Regions from separate parts of the Mus musculus genome. Here region 2 is linked to region 1. A link is a contact called in public promoter capture Hi-C data. All regions are on one chromosome and are shown on one strand. The core of a region is the stretch at or near the end of the contact, and the rest is flanking DNA. Distances in the headings are between cores, read along the strand shown.

Region 1 (6,082 bases), core at 1,277-3,776:
AAAAGTAACACTAGGCCGGGTGGTGGTGGCAGCGGCGGTGCACGCCTTTAATCCCAGCACTTGGAGGCAGAGGCAGGCGGATTTCTGAGTTCGAGGCCAGCCTGGTCTACAAAGTGAGTTCCAGGACAGCCAGGGCTACACAGAGAAACCCTGTCTTGAAAAAACAATAAAAAAAAAAAAAAAAGAAAAAAAAAGAAAAGAATGTAATATTACAAGAACAGATTATCTATCTGCCGCAATGCTACAAATCCTTATGGAAAACAGCAAAATAGAAAAAGAAACTATACAAAAGACTTTAAAAGGATGATTTAAAAGACAATTTCTGAATGAATAAATCCAAACAGCCAAGTTTCTGAAAACAGTCAATATCACCAGTACAGAACTTTACTCAACACAGAGCAAATTATAAAACTACCCTCATTAGATTGACAAAATTAAAAGCTAGTTGTTGGTGAGAAGGTACAAGTAAGGCTCGCTCACACCTGAGGCCGGGGGATGAGACAGCATGCCAGTCTAAATGTTTGGTGAAACTGAAGACAGCCACATACAACTCATAAAAATACATAGCTATATTCACATAAAATTATGTAGTATTCAGATCATTATTATGTAGCTATGTAGATCATTTAGTAGTAAAGAAATGAATACAAGTCAAAGTCCATTAAGACTAATGGTGGCTTAGTTATAAAAACAGTGCCTTTACCTTAGAAACTCTTACACCACAACAAAAAAATATATAAATTACAGCAAAATGTATTAACAGGGTCAAATCTCAGCCAGGTAAATAAAGGGTCCGACTTAATAGGGTGTGTGAACTACCTACCTACAAGCAGATAAAAAGAGGCCAATTGAGAATTTGTTTAGAAGCGCTGACATACATTTTTACTAAAAGAAAAGCAGTGAATCACAAGAATCAAGATAATAGTAAGGTGGCACCAGAGGAAGAGAGGCCTGGAAGCAATTAGTGGGCCTGTTCCTGCCAGCTGCTACCCATGTTTTGGTTCTTGATTCATAGTGGTTACAGGTTATGTATGCTACAGTCGTTCTCTACATCTGTGTTTTGTGCAGTTTCCCACACACTTAGGCCATTACACAAAACAGGATTTAAAAGTTTTACCTAGGTCATAATAGTTTTCTATAAGAAGATTGAGACTTGGTTTTCTAATAAAAATTTTAGGGCACTGGAGTTTTGTTTTGAACCCATCTGACATAATTACCTCCCTAGGACGAAGGAAAAAAAAAAAAAAGCACCGTGCAATGGATACATTAAATAGCGTACTGTATAGACTTGCACCAAGAACAATTCGGGAAAATGTGTAACTTTTAACAGACTGAATCCTACTGAGCAGAACTAAAATAGTTAAGACTAAGTAAGAGTAAGTGCGAAGATCTCCGATTTTGAATTTTTTTTAATGTAACTTGGATTATTAAAGACGAGGTAATAGTCCTCCGATGTATCTTGACAAAAACCAGCTAAAAGACTAACGAAGAAAGTTAAAATGAAAAAGAAGCCGTTATTTCACTATAAAAAAAAGAAACACCCAGACAAAAAGCTTTCTCTTTAGCTCCACAAGAAAAGAATATTTCAAGGCTTTTCTTTTTTAGTGACAAAACTCTGTATGAAAGACCAAACAATCCCAAGCATCCTCAAACGGGCAGTCTTTTGTGTTTGCAGCATTAAGGCAGAGAGCATGCAGGGAGCCCTCACTCAGACCTTTCCTGCCCGTTCCTTGCCTACATGCCTACAGCTTCTCCAAAATCCCAAAGAAAACAGAAAAGTCAGGAAGGCAGGATGTGTATGAGCAAGGCTACCGCAGAAGCTGATCAAAAGGCACACATCTGGTTAGGTTTTTCCAAATATGTCGCACGCTCTAAAGCAGGTAGTGCTTCTCTCTCTGCAGAGAACCTGACCTCTCAACACTGCCCAATCATGTTCCTCACCCAAAAGCCTTCTGTAGCCCGTCTCTGCTGAGCTCTGTGCCCGCTTCGTCCACAGCAGCTCCCGGAAGCCGAGAGCCAGGGGCAGGCCTCCTGCTTTAGGCCTACCCGGCCTGCACGAGCCTCCCACTCCCCTCAGATTGTCCACCCGCCCGTAGCCACTGCGGCCCTCACCTTGCCTACGAGACCGGCCTTACCTCTCCCAGTCAAGCCTGCCTAAATCGGGCAAAGCCGGCCGCCGCCGACGGTGAGGACCGAAGGATGTTCACCACCTTCTCAGTCCCGCTGCTCCTACTGCAGCCCACCGCGCACAGCAACTCCCAGCATGCACGGCGACCGGCCGGCTTTGGCGGCCCCGCCCCCGCTCCGCCCCACCACGTGACCTGCTTTCAGGTCGGTCCCCGCCTACTTCCGTCCCTCCGCTCTCCCAGAGGAGGGAGGAGGCAGCTGGGGCTGCTCTAGAGTAGCAACTTCCTCCCTCTTCCCGCCCCCGCCCGGCTACCCCCTGCTTACAATGGCTTCCGGGTCGCCAGCGCCTTGGAGCCTTCTGGGAAAACCATCTCATTTCCTCCCCTCCCCCTCCTCCTTGCCTTCCACCAACCAGCCTCCCGTCAGAACGGGACATGCGCAGTGAGTGCCTCCCGTCTCGTCTCCCCGAGCCCCCCCTCCCCCCCAAGCAGAGAGACCCCAGCAGCAGCAGCAGCTGATGATGAAGAGAGAGGCAGTGGCAGAGGGGGGGCACCTTTTATTTCTATTTTTAAAGGGACAGGACACTAATTTTACCCCACTTCAACCTTGAATTGAGGGGGGTGGGGGGAAGGCGGCCGAGTTCCTCCCCCACCCTCCAGCTCTGAGCCCCGAGTGGGGGAATTGAGCCTGAGAGAGGAGAGGAGTTTCTTCTTCTTAGAAAAACCCCCATCCACGACTCCTACCCGCTCAGCCCTCCACACGCCTGCTTCCAGAGCCCCCTCCACCCTCCTTCTCTGTGGCCGGGAGAGAAGGAGAGAAAGAGACCAAAAGCCTCTTAGCAACACAGACCCTTGGCTGCTGCTGCTGCTACTGCTGCTGCTGCTGCTGCTGTTGCTGTTGCTGCTGCTTGGCCCTGGCTGAAGACATCTCCCTACACCGGGAGCAGCCACTTCCCCAGCTCTCCTCCTCCTCCTTCGCCTCCTCCTCCTCCACTCCCCCCCTTTATTACCCTTTGTGTCATCCTCCACAGCTCCAGGGAAGGCACTCAAAAGTGGGGGGCAGGAAAGGTAAGTGTGTCTGTGGGGGCTCCATTGCCTTCCTCTGGCTCTGACTTTCACTCCGGGGCAGCAGTAGCACCAAACCTCATACGCAGTGGAGCTCCGGGGTGAGGAGGGGGTGGTGCTGGGGGGGGGGGGAGTGAAGGAGGGGCGGGAGTGAGGAGGGGTGTGTGAGGTGGGGTGTCCACCCTGTCAGGGAAGGAAGGACACTTTTATTTTTATTTGCTGTTGTCAAAAGTGCTTTCTCCAGCTAACATCTGATTGTGTCTTGCTTCACTGGGGGAGAATACAAAAACAACCCCCTCCTTCCTCCAATGAGGCGCCAGGGAAAGAGACAGAAAAGAGGCATACTTTCTGGATGTCACTTAAAAAATTACGTTTGGAGAGATTTTTTTTTCCTCTTTCCTCAGGAAAAGCTGCCTGCATTTGTTTCTGAGTGGGAAAATGTCGGGATCTGAATTGTGTTGGAACTGCTTTAACCAGTTGTAGACCTGAGTGTTTCTCTCTCTTTGCTTGTCTGTGGCTTGGATATTGACTTTAGTGTTGAAAGACTTGACTGGTTTTACGTTAGGTGTTTAGCTTCTCCATTTTTCATTTTGTCTGAATGGCATAGCGAATTTCAAATTTTACTTCATAAGGCCTTTGGTTGGATTTTACACTTGTCTCTCTCTCTCTCTCTTTTTTTTTTTTTGTAAAAAATATTTGCTTCATGTTTGACTATATATTTAAAGCTTAAAATGCTTAAAGTTTAAATGCCATTGGTATTCTCTTTTCCCACATACCTTTCTGGTATTCATTTTCCACAACATGGAAATATTAGATATTTCATAACTAACTTTTCCCCCTCTAATCGTTGTAACTTGTCTGAACAAGTAATCCCCATTGAAAACTTTATGTTGTTCTTGCTGCATAGAAGGCCAGATATCCCCATCAATATTTTGCTGGATTGGTATCACTTCAGTTTTAACTGAATTATTTATTTACTGTTGTAAACCGAGAAGAGGTTTTCATCTCAATTTTTGTTGTGAACAAATTGTTCACATATGTAACAAAATTAATTTCCAAAATAAACTTTAATGAGTTAAAAAATCATGAAGTTGTAGTTTGTTATAGTTGGCAACAATCGAAAGGTAAATCTAGATTTAGATTTATAGAGTAGCAGTCTTGATTAAAAATAACTATTCTGTATTCCTATATGATATATTCTTATGGCTTTCATTTTATAGTGCTATATTTTCTTTATATTTATATATTATACCTATATTTCAAAATAGAGCCAAATTTTATTCCAGCAGTACTAAAAATATATTTCTGTTGTAGGCCTCATGGTTACAGCTTACATTAGGAGGTAATATTTTGTTTCATTTATCCATTTCTTTAGCCTTCTTTGAAAATGGATACACACATTCATATTCTATCTGTATGCTTCTCTTTCACTTTATAAAAACCGCATTGGTTTTTTTTATTCCATAATTTATGTCAGCAATAGAAAAACAGTCATTCAATCAGCAAAAAGGATTGAAGAAATAAATCTATAAAGACATTTGGCATGTGATCTTTGACGTAGTAGTACACTGTGATGATCCTTTTTTTTTGTTTCATATTTTTTGCTTGATTGTAAAGCCAAAACATGATATATGCATATTTTAGTAACCTAAAAGTACTTCATATGTAGAACTTGTCTAGTAAAATTTTAATTACCAACCATATATAAAAGTAGACATTTACACAGAGAGTGGGGAATTATAGCAGTAATCAATATGGTCCTAATTCTTTGATTTCTGTTATGAATTTGAACACTTTTTTTCACCTTTCTCTGAAATGTGATTGCTTCACTTAAGCAGAAATCAGTGCTAATCCCAAGTTGTTTCTCCCATAGTAATACTATTACTGGTCCACCTCAGATTTCCTGTCTTCTTAAAAACTAGTAACCGTAATGTAACGGATAAAATTATAAGTATGCAGCTTGTATAGACAGTTGGGAGAGTGTTGGCCTAGTAGGCACCTAAGTAAAAATTTTCAATCTGGAATTTAATGCCTGTGCTTACTTTGTATTTCCTTTTTGTTGAGACAGGGTCTCAGATACTTAGCTGAGACTGTCCATGAGCTCATGCCACCCTGCCTCAACCTTGTGAGCAGTGGGGTTACAGTGCTACCATATCTTGTATTAGTTCCTTTGGAACCGCTCCTATTCACCTGTTTCCTACATAACCGTCCTACTTTGATTAGAAGACTCTGCATTTTCTGTAAATAGGATAATGGCATGACTTAAAAACCTTTTATTCTAGTTTTAGTATAACTTATATTCCGAGTGTTAAATACTGTTGATATTTTAGGAGGATAATCTTTCACGTAGATAATACCTTTGAGGTCATATTACCTAACCCTTTATGTGCTGTGATATTTAGAAGTACTGAAGAATTGAAGGATTCTATGATTGGTTTTTTGTTTGTTTCTTGTTGCTGTTGTTATTTTATTCATTTATTTATGCCAGAAATGAAATTTTCATGCCTATTTCCGTATGTAGTTATTGAAAGTAGTCTACATAGGCTTTTCTCAAGACTGAGTCTATGATCTGGAACTCTATGATCTAGACCAGAGTTGTTTTTAACTCACAGAGATCCACCTACCCTCTGCTTCCTCTGTCCTGGGAGGAAAAGTGAGCAGCTACTATGCCTGTCTAAGCTAGTTCTTTTCTATGAACGTGAAGGTATATGACTTTAGAACTATAATTTGCCCATTTGTAAAGCTATAGAAATTCGTTGTTGCCCATTACAATGAAGTAGTGCTGATTTCACTGCTTGTGGATTATCACCTTTCTGAATCAGTCCTACTTTCTCAACTGCTAACCCCCTACCTCAGACCTCCAGGTAATCATTTCAGCAAATCTATTTCTT
Region 2 (6,082 bases), core at 2,277-4,776, 330 kb after region 1:
CCCTGGGAAACCCTTTAGCAGGCAGTGACACTACTTTTAACCCCCTGCTCCTCCCAGCTGTCACTGGGGCCTCAGGATTAATGGCCTTGAATCCCCAGCTGTTGGGGGGTGTCCTGAACTCGGCATCGGCCAACACCGCTATTCATCCAGAGGTTTCCATAGCAACCTCCTCCCAGGCAACCACTACCACAACCACTACATCATCAGCAGTGGCAGCACTGACTGTCTCAACACTTGGTGGGACAGCAGTGGTGTCAATGGCAGAAACATTGCTGAATATATCTAATAATGCTGGGAATCCACCTGGTCCAGCTAAACTCAACAGTAACTCTATGGTGCCACAGCTACTTAACCCTCTACTGGGGACAGGTCTGCTTGGTAAGTTCAATTTTTTCACAAATTTTTTTTTAAGAAACGTTTTTCTAATTCTCTATTCTCCTTTTTAAAACTACATTTTGTCACACTATTTTTTTAAAATGTCTTCATTATGTCACAGTTTATTTAAGTAATTAAATATAACAACACCCACACAAAACTATAGCTAAACAAACATCAAAATGGCTTTTTCCTTTTCTGATTCTAGCATTACTAAATACCACTGTAATCTGCTTCCTCTTATCTTCTAATTCTGATGCCACCTGAACCTAACCTACCTACCACTCCCTTCAGCCAAGTACAGTCTGCATCTTCTAAAGAGCCTTCATTTCTACTGTAGTTGGTGTGGCATCACAGGGTTGGTATGAGCAGCTGCACTAGGGTGGGAACAGTTGGAGGAAGTACTTCCAGGTGAACCCTGAGAAGCAAAACTAAAAAGGCCAGAAATCAAAATACCCCAAGCTGGGGTTTCCCCCAAGACAAAGGAAAATGTCCCTCTAAATAATACTAGGTTTCCTCAGAATTATCATTTTTATAATAATGGATTTGTCCATAAATACCTTTCTTTTTATAGGTTAGCTTATCAGGAAAAAGTTGGAAATAATGTCAAGTATTTATAATGGTGGGTGCAGGTAACACCAAGGAGAAGGATAGATAGGAAGTGCCAGTGAAACCCAGAAATAGAAGCAAGAGTACATGGTGTTGTCAAGAGCATCTTGATGCACTGCAGAGCTAATTATGTACATTACTTTATGGAAACTTTTATAATTATACTGCAGTGCAGTTAGTTTTGTCTAGACCTAAAATATAGTTAACCAAAAAAATCATAATAAACATACAGACTCAGGTTACAAAATTGTTCCCAAAAGAATTTAAACAACTTAAGACAATTCTAAATTTTAACTATGTATCAGTTACTAATGCTATCCATTGACATCATTGATTTTAAAATCTTCATAACAGCTATAGCAGTGAATTCTTTTGTATTGTTGGGTTTACAGTTTTAATTTTAGCTGACTAACATTTAACTGAGCAACAAAATGAGTATTTCAAAACTAAGCACTTAATTTAATTGGTGGCATTTATTGATGATTATGACTTAAAGCTGATTTTTTTATATAAATGAGACTATATTATACCCACTCTTTATCATCATCTGCTCAACTATTTACTGCTAAGTAATTGCTAAGGAAAATTTTCAACCTTTAACTGTAGGTGTTCTAATAAAAATAAACATAGGGACACTTAGCTCTGAAGTTTAACATTAATGACTAAGTAATTTTTATGTAGTATAAAATAAAAGGCTGACCTTACAGATAAAACTAAATGCTAAAGGTATTCTTTACTTACAACTAAGTAAGGCTGATTTAAAAAAAAAAAATGACCAATTTTCCTATGAAGCTCAGCTTTCAGTTTTTGTTTCAGAAATTATCAGGTGCAAAGACAACCATAAGTTAGTTCTCTGAAGAAGCACGTTTACTTATACTTTATGTTTTTCAAAACTGTAGGTGATATATCATCCATAAACAATTCATTGAATAACCATCAACTGACTCATCTACAGTCGCTACTAAACAGCAATCAGATGTTTCCTCCAAATCAGCAGCCGCAGCAACACCTTCTCCAGGGACACCAGAATCTCCAGGCCTTCCAAGGACAACCCACAGTCCCTTGCCCAGCTAACAATAACCCCATGGCTTGTCTGTTTCAGAACTTCCAGGTACTTTCCTTCCACACATGACTTTAGCTGGAAACAATGTCTGGTTCTATTGAAATAGAGAAGGAATGAAAAAGTACCCTTTAGAGCCTATTGACAGTTATTTCTTAATATTGACTATTGTTAAACATCCCAGTCCTTTCTGTAAAGATAATTATATTTTGTATAAGGCAGTAGTTTTTTTGGAAATGTGAGTGAAAACTGATAGTGTTACCCTCTTATGCCCTTTTGTGCCTTGTGCACACATTACTGTCATAATTAATATACATTTTCTTCCATGTTAGCTTCCACTACCCTCTCCTCCTGATTTAGGCCACATGGCCAACTACTTCTACAAAGGTGACTAATATGCTAAAGATTATATAGAAAGAGTTATGCTATATCAGTGTAAAAAAGAAACATACAATATTTTTTTAAAGATGTAACACTTTAAAAAACAAACAAAAGGGTGGGGCTCACTATGTAGTCCAAGCTAGCTAGTCTTGAATTTGCACCCTCTTCCTCAGACTCCCTTATGCTGGACTTATAGACATACACCACCACAGACTATAAATAATAAAACAGAGGAAGCTATTTAAGCAAGATATAAAACCATTAGGTTAAAAGAAAAATATGTAACTAATACAAAAATATTAATTTCTATATGATCAAAGTTATAGAAGTATCAAATGTCAGGAAATATATACATAATGCATGCCATATATGGACACCCTTCATATTAGTATACTTCCTATAAATCAAGAAGGAAAGGATAATTGACTAGAAAAATAAGGAATAATTATAAACAGAGAGTTCACAGGAAATGAAATATTAATTATTAATATCATGAAAAGAATAACCAATATGTCCATTACTATGTATTTCCCATTGATGGCATGCACTGCTGGTACAGGTATAAAGGAATCAGCACTTTGATTTTATTGTTGGTCCATATGGATTCTGGTTAAGCTTTATTAGCTTTTTTGTTCTTTTTGATAGAGTTCAAAGCTAAGTGAGGCCGTGTACAAGCTGTGGGAATGCTCTACCACTGAGCTATATATCCAGCCTCGCTCATTTCTTTTGGAAGATAATTTGGTAGTTTATCAAGTTCGTAAGCATATTTGTATATATGTGTATATGTGTGTCTAAACACATATCTGTTCACTAGCCCAGACATTTAATTCACATATGTTTGACTTAAGAGACATCTTCACATGTGAATAGAAGAGCACATAGCAGAGCATTCATTACAACATGAGTCAGAAATTAAGAGGCTCTAAGGTATTGATGAATCAGAAAATAATTTTATTACATAATATCCATCTATCTATAAGCTTAAAAGATTAGGTAGTCTTATTCGCTCAAATATGCTGAGACCTCCAAGACTACGAAATCCTGACACCATAGTATTAGCAGAAGAGTGGTGCAGTACATTTCCTCATACCGTGAAAGGGAAGGATGGAGAAGAGAAACTAGGTATTGCTACATGCTTTAATAGTTTAAGTGTCTGCCAGGGTGCTCTACAGCCCTTCTTTCTTTCTTCTGAGAAAGGAAGTAAGATAGAGTAGGGCAGAGAAGTGTTGGTTTAGTAAAGAATGGTGATGAACACATCTTTCACCTAGAATGAAATATCCACACATACATAATAAATTAATTCATAATGGAAGATGTGCATACCTACAGCATCCAGAAAGCAAGCTAAAGCCTGCAGCCAGCTCACTGTGCTGTTAGGACATGAGAGTAACTCCGGGAGAATACAGTTTGGGGAAGTGGTAGAAGCAGGGTCATATTGCAATGGTCAGAATGACAAATAGAGACATTGAGACTTGTAAAATGAGGTATTGCTTCAAAAACCAAACTGACACTGTGAAGAGCAGGGGGCCTGGGTTAATGCTCCAGAGGGTACACTGGGTTGAGCACTGACCTTCTACATAGGGAGGCATGAACATAATCATATGCTAAAAATAAAGAGCCAAAAAAGTACATGAATGTAAATATGAAGAAAGGGAAGTACAGAGCTTTCTTCCATAGAGCAGATGGAAAACTGGACAAAATGTAAGCAAAGCATAACTTATGAGAAATATAAGCTATTAAGGATCAAGAACTGTCGGAGTGTGACAGATCTTACCATGAGCTTCATTTTCTCTGGTAAGTAGGGCTATCTACCAAGAATAGGTTAGGAAATGATATGGCAATCATCTTGAAGAAGTACAGAGAGAGTGTTGTGGAGAAAATGATTCCTGACTGGAAGGTCACAGGACTGAAGGAGCAGCAACAGGCCAGGTTGGAAAACATAAATATCTATTCATAAAATACTTTACCTTCCTGTGGATGTAGACAAAACCAGAATTTAAAGTTATCTAAGATTTAGATTTTATCTGGCAAGTCCAGACAAGGGGGCGGGGGGTAGTAGCAAAAGAGTGGCTGATGTGCCATTGGATCCTAGGTGCTGGTTTAGTAAGAAAGTAAGTAGAGACCAGAGGGGAGTGGTCTATTGGCCAGAGATGAGTAGAAATTAAGATTGATAACTAATGATGATATTAGACCTAAAATCTGTCACAGTATTTCTTATACAGTGTTTGCAAAATTAGAGAAGCCATAGAATTTTTTTTCCAAACTGCGTTAATGCTTCCTATACAGACATCCCTTCCCCTTGCCTCTTCCTAACGGATAGTCACTCTATAGACAACCATTGTTCTTTGTGGCAACATGAGGATGCATCTCAGGAAATGGTCTGATAAGAATGAAGAGTAGGAATTAATACCCAGTCTAAAGACTTCAACAAATATCCTGTCTGGTTAGTGAGATAACTAAGAGGGCGTCTTAGTTAGGGGTTTACTGCTATGAAACAGATACCATGACCAAGGCAACTCCTGTAAGGACAACATTTAATTGGGGCTGGCTTACAGGTTCAGAGGTACAGTCCATTATCATCACGGGAGGAACATGGCAGCATCCAAGCAGGCATGGTACAGGAGATGCTGAGAGTTCTACATCTTCATCTGAAGACTGCTAGCAGAGTCCTTGCTTACAGGCAGCTAGGATGACAGTCTTAAAGCCCATACTCACAGTGACACACCTACTCCAACAAAGCCACACCTGCTCCCACAGGGCCATACCTTCTAATAGTGCCACTTCCTGGGCTAAGCATGTACAAACCATAACAGGGTAAAGGCTCTTTTCTCACAAGCCTGGCAACCCAATTGTCCTCTGATCTCCACACATGCACCATGACATGTGTGCCCACACACATTGTATACACAAAATAAATATAAATAAAAGTTAGCATGTGTAATGTCATACCAAAGTAATTCATTGTTAGAAAAGGAATTTATTTTATTTTATCTTATATTTAACTTAGTTAAATTAGTTATCAATCTTAAGTTTCAAATGCCTGTAAGACCATTGAGCAAACACATGGAAACACCTTGTGTCCAACTACCTCAAGTTTAATTTTTCTAGAAAACACTTGGCAATGATGAGTTTAAAAGATCTGTTGAACTGCTTCAACTAAAAAAAAATTACCCAAATATAAAAATACAGTCAATGTGTGAGGTTTTCTATACAGAATGGTTTTTTCCTTTCATTTTTATTCTTGTTCTTTGTGCTTCCTTGTTTATCTTTTGGTGAATCTTTAAATTATGATATTTTTAAGGTCTTTACATTCTTCTCTTCTCTCCTCTTCTCTCTCTCTCTCTCTCTCTCTCTCTCTCTCTCTCTCTCTCTCTCTCTCTCTCTCTTCCTCTCTCCCTCTCTCTCCTTTGCTCTCTCTCCCTCTATTTCCCTCCCTCCCTCCCTCCCTCTCTCTTTCCCTCCTCTACTTATTTAAGGTGAGGATGCAAGGAGATGCAGCTCTTCTAAATAAAAGAATAAGCACTCAGCCTGGGCTCACAACACTTCCTGAAAACCCAAACCTTGCACTTCCACATTTCCAAGATACACCCTGTGAGCTGCAGCCAAGGATTGACCTTGGTCAGCCTATGAAGGACGGCCTCGTTATGGGTGGCCAAG

What was found. Promoter capture Hi-C pulls out the DNA fragments that hold promoters and counts their contacts.
Region 2: a promoter capture Hi-C map of hematopoietic stem and progenitor cells shows a contact between it and region 1. The contact joins the enhancer-like site here to the promoter of Mbd5 in region 1. A contact is called at or near these places in 10 of 39 promoter capture datasets (the C10 cell line, the HPC-7 cell line, HPC-7-derived erythroid cells and 8 more), 11 of 115 datasets of contacts at active chromatin or transcription factors (acute myeloid leukemia, embryonic basal ganglia, embryonic forebrain and 8 more) and 3 of 9 other capture datasets (adipose tissue, liver and pancreatic islet).

Annotation. Positions count from the first base shown.
Region 1 is chr2:48,946,982-48,953,063 of GRCm38.p6, forward strand. Mbd5 (methyl-CpG binding domain protein 5) reads left to right here and starts at 2,527. Exons shown (of 17, transcript NM_029924.2): 1 at 2,527-2,568. It overlaps Orc4 (origin recognition complex, subunit 4), which reads right to left and starts at 2,286. Exons shown (of 14, transcript NM_011958.4): 1 at 2,136-2,286.
Region 2 is chr2:49,272,680-49,278,761 of GRCm38.p6, forward strand. Mbd5 (methyl-CpG binding domain protein 5) reads left to right here. Exons shown (of 17, transcript NM_029924.2): 12 at 1-378; 13 at 1,884-2,095; 14 at 5,902-6,082. Among named protein-coding and RNA genes, the nearest start is that of Gm25215, 120 kb to the right of the region's middle. Within about 2 kb of position 3,527, at least 32 of the 459 cell types and tissues checked have an H3K27ac peak or open chromatin away from gene starts, as enhancers often do. A contact at or near this core is called in acute myeloid leukemia and hematopoietic stem and progenitor cells, where this site is marked.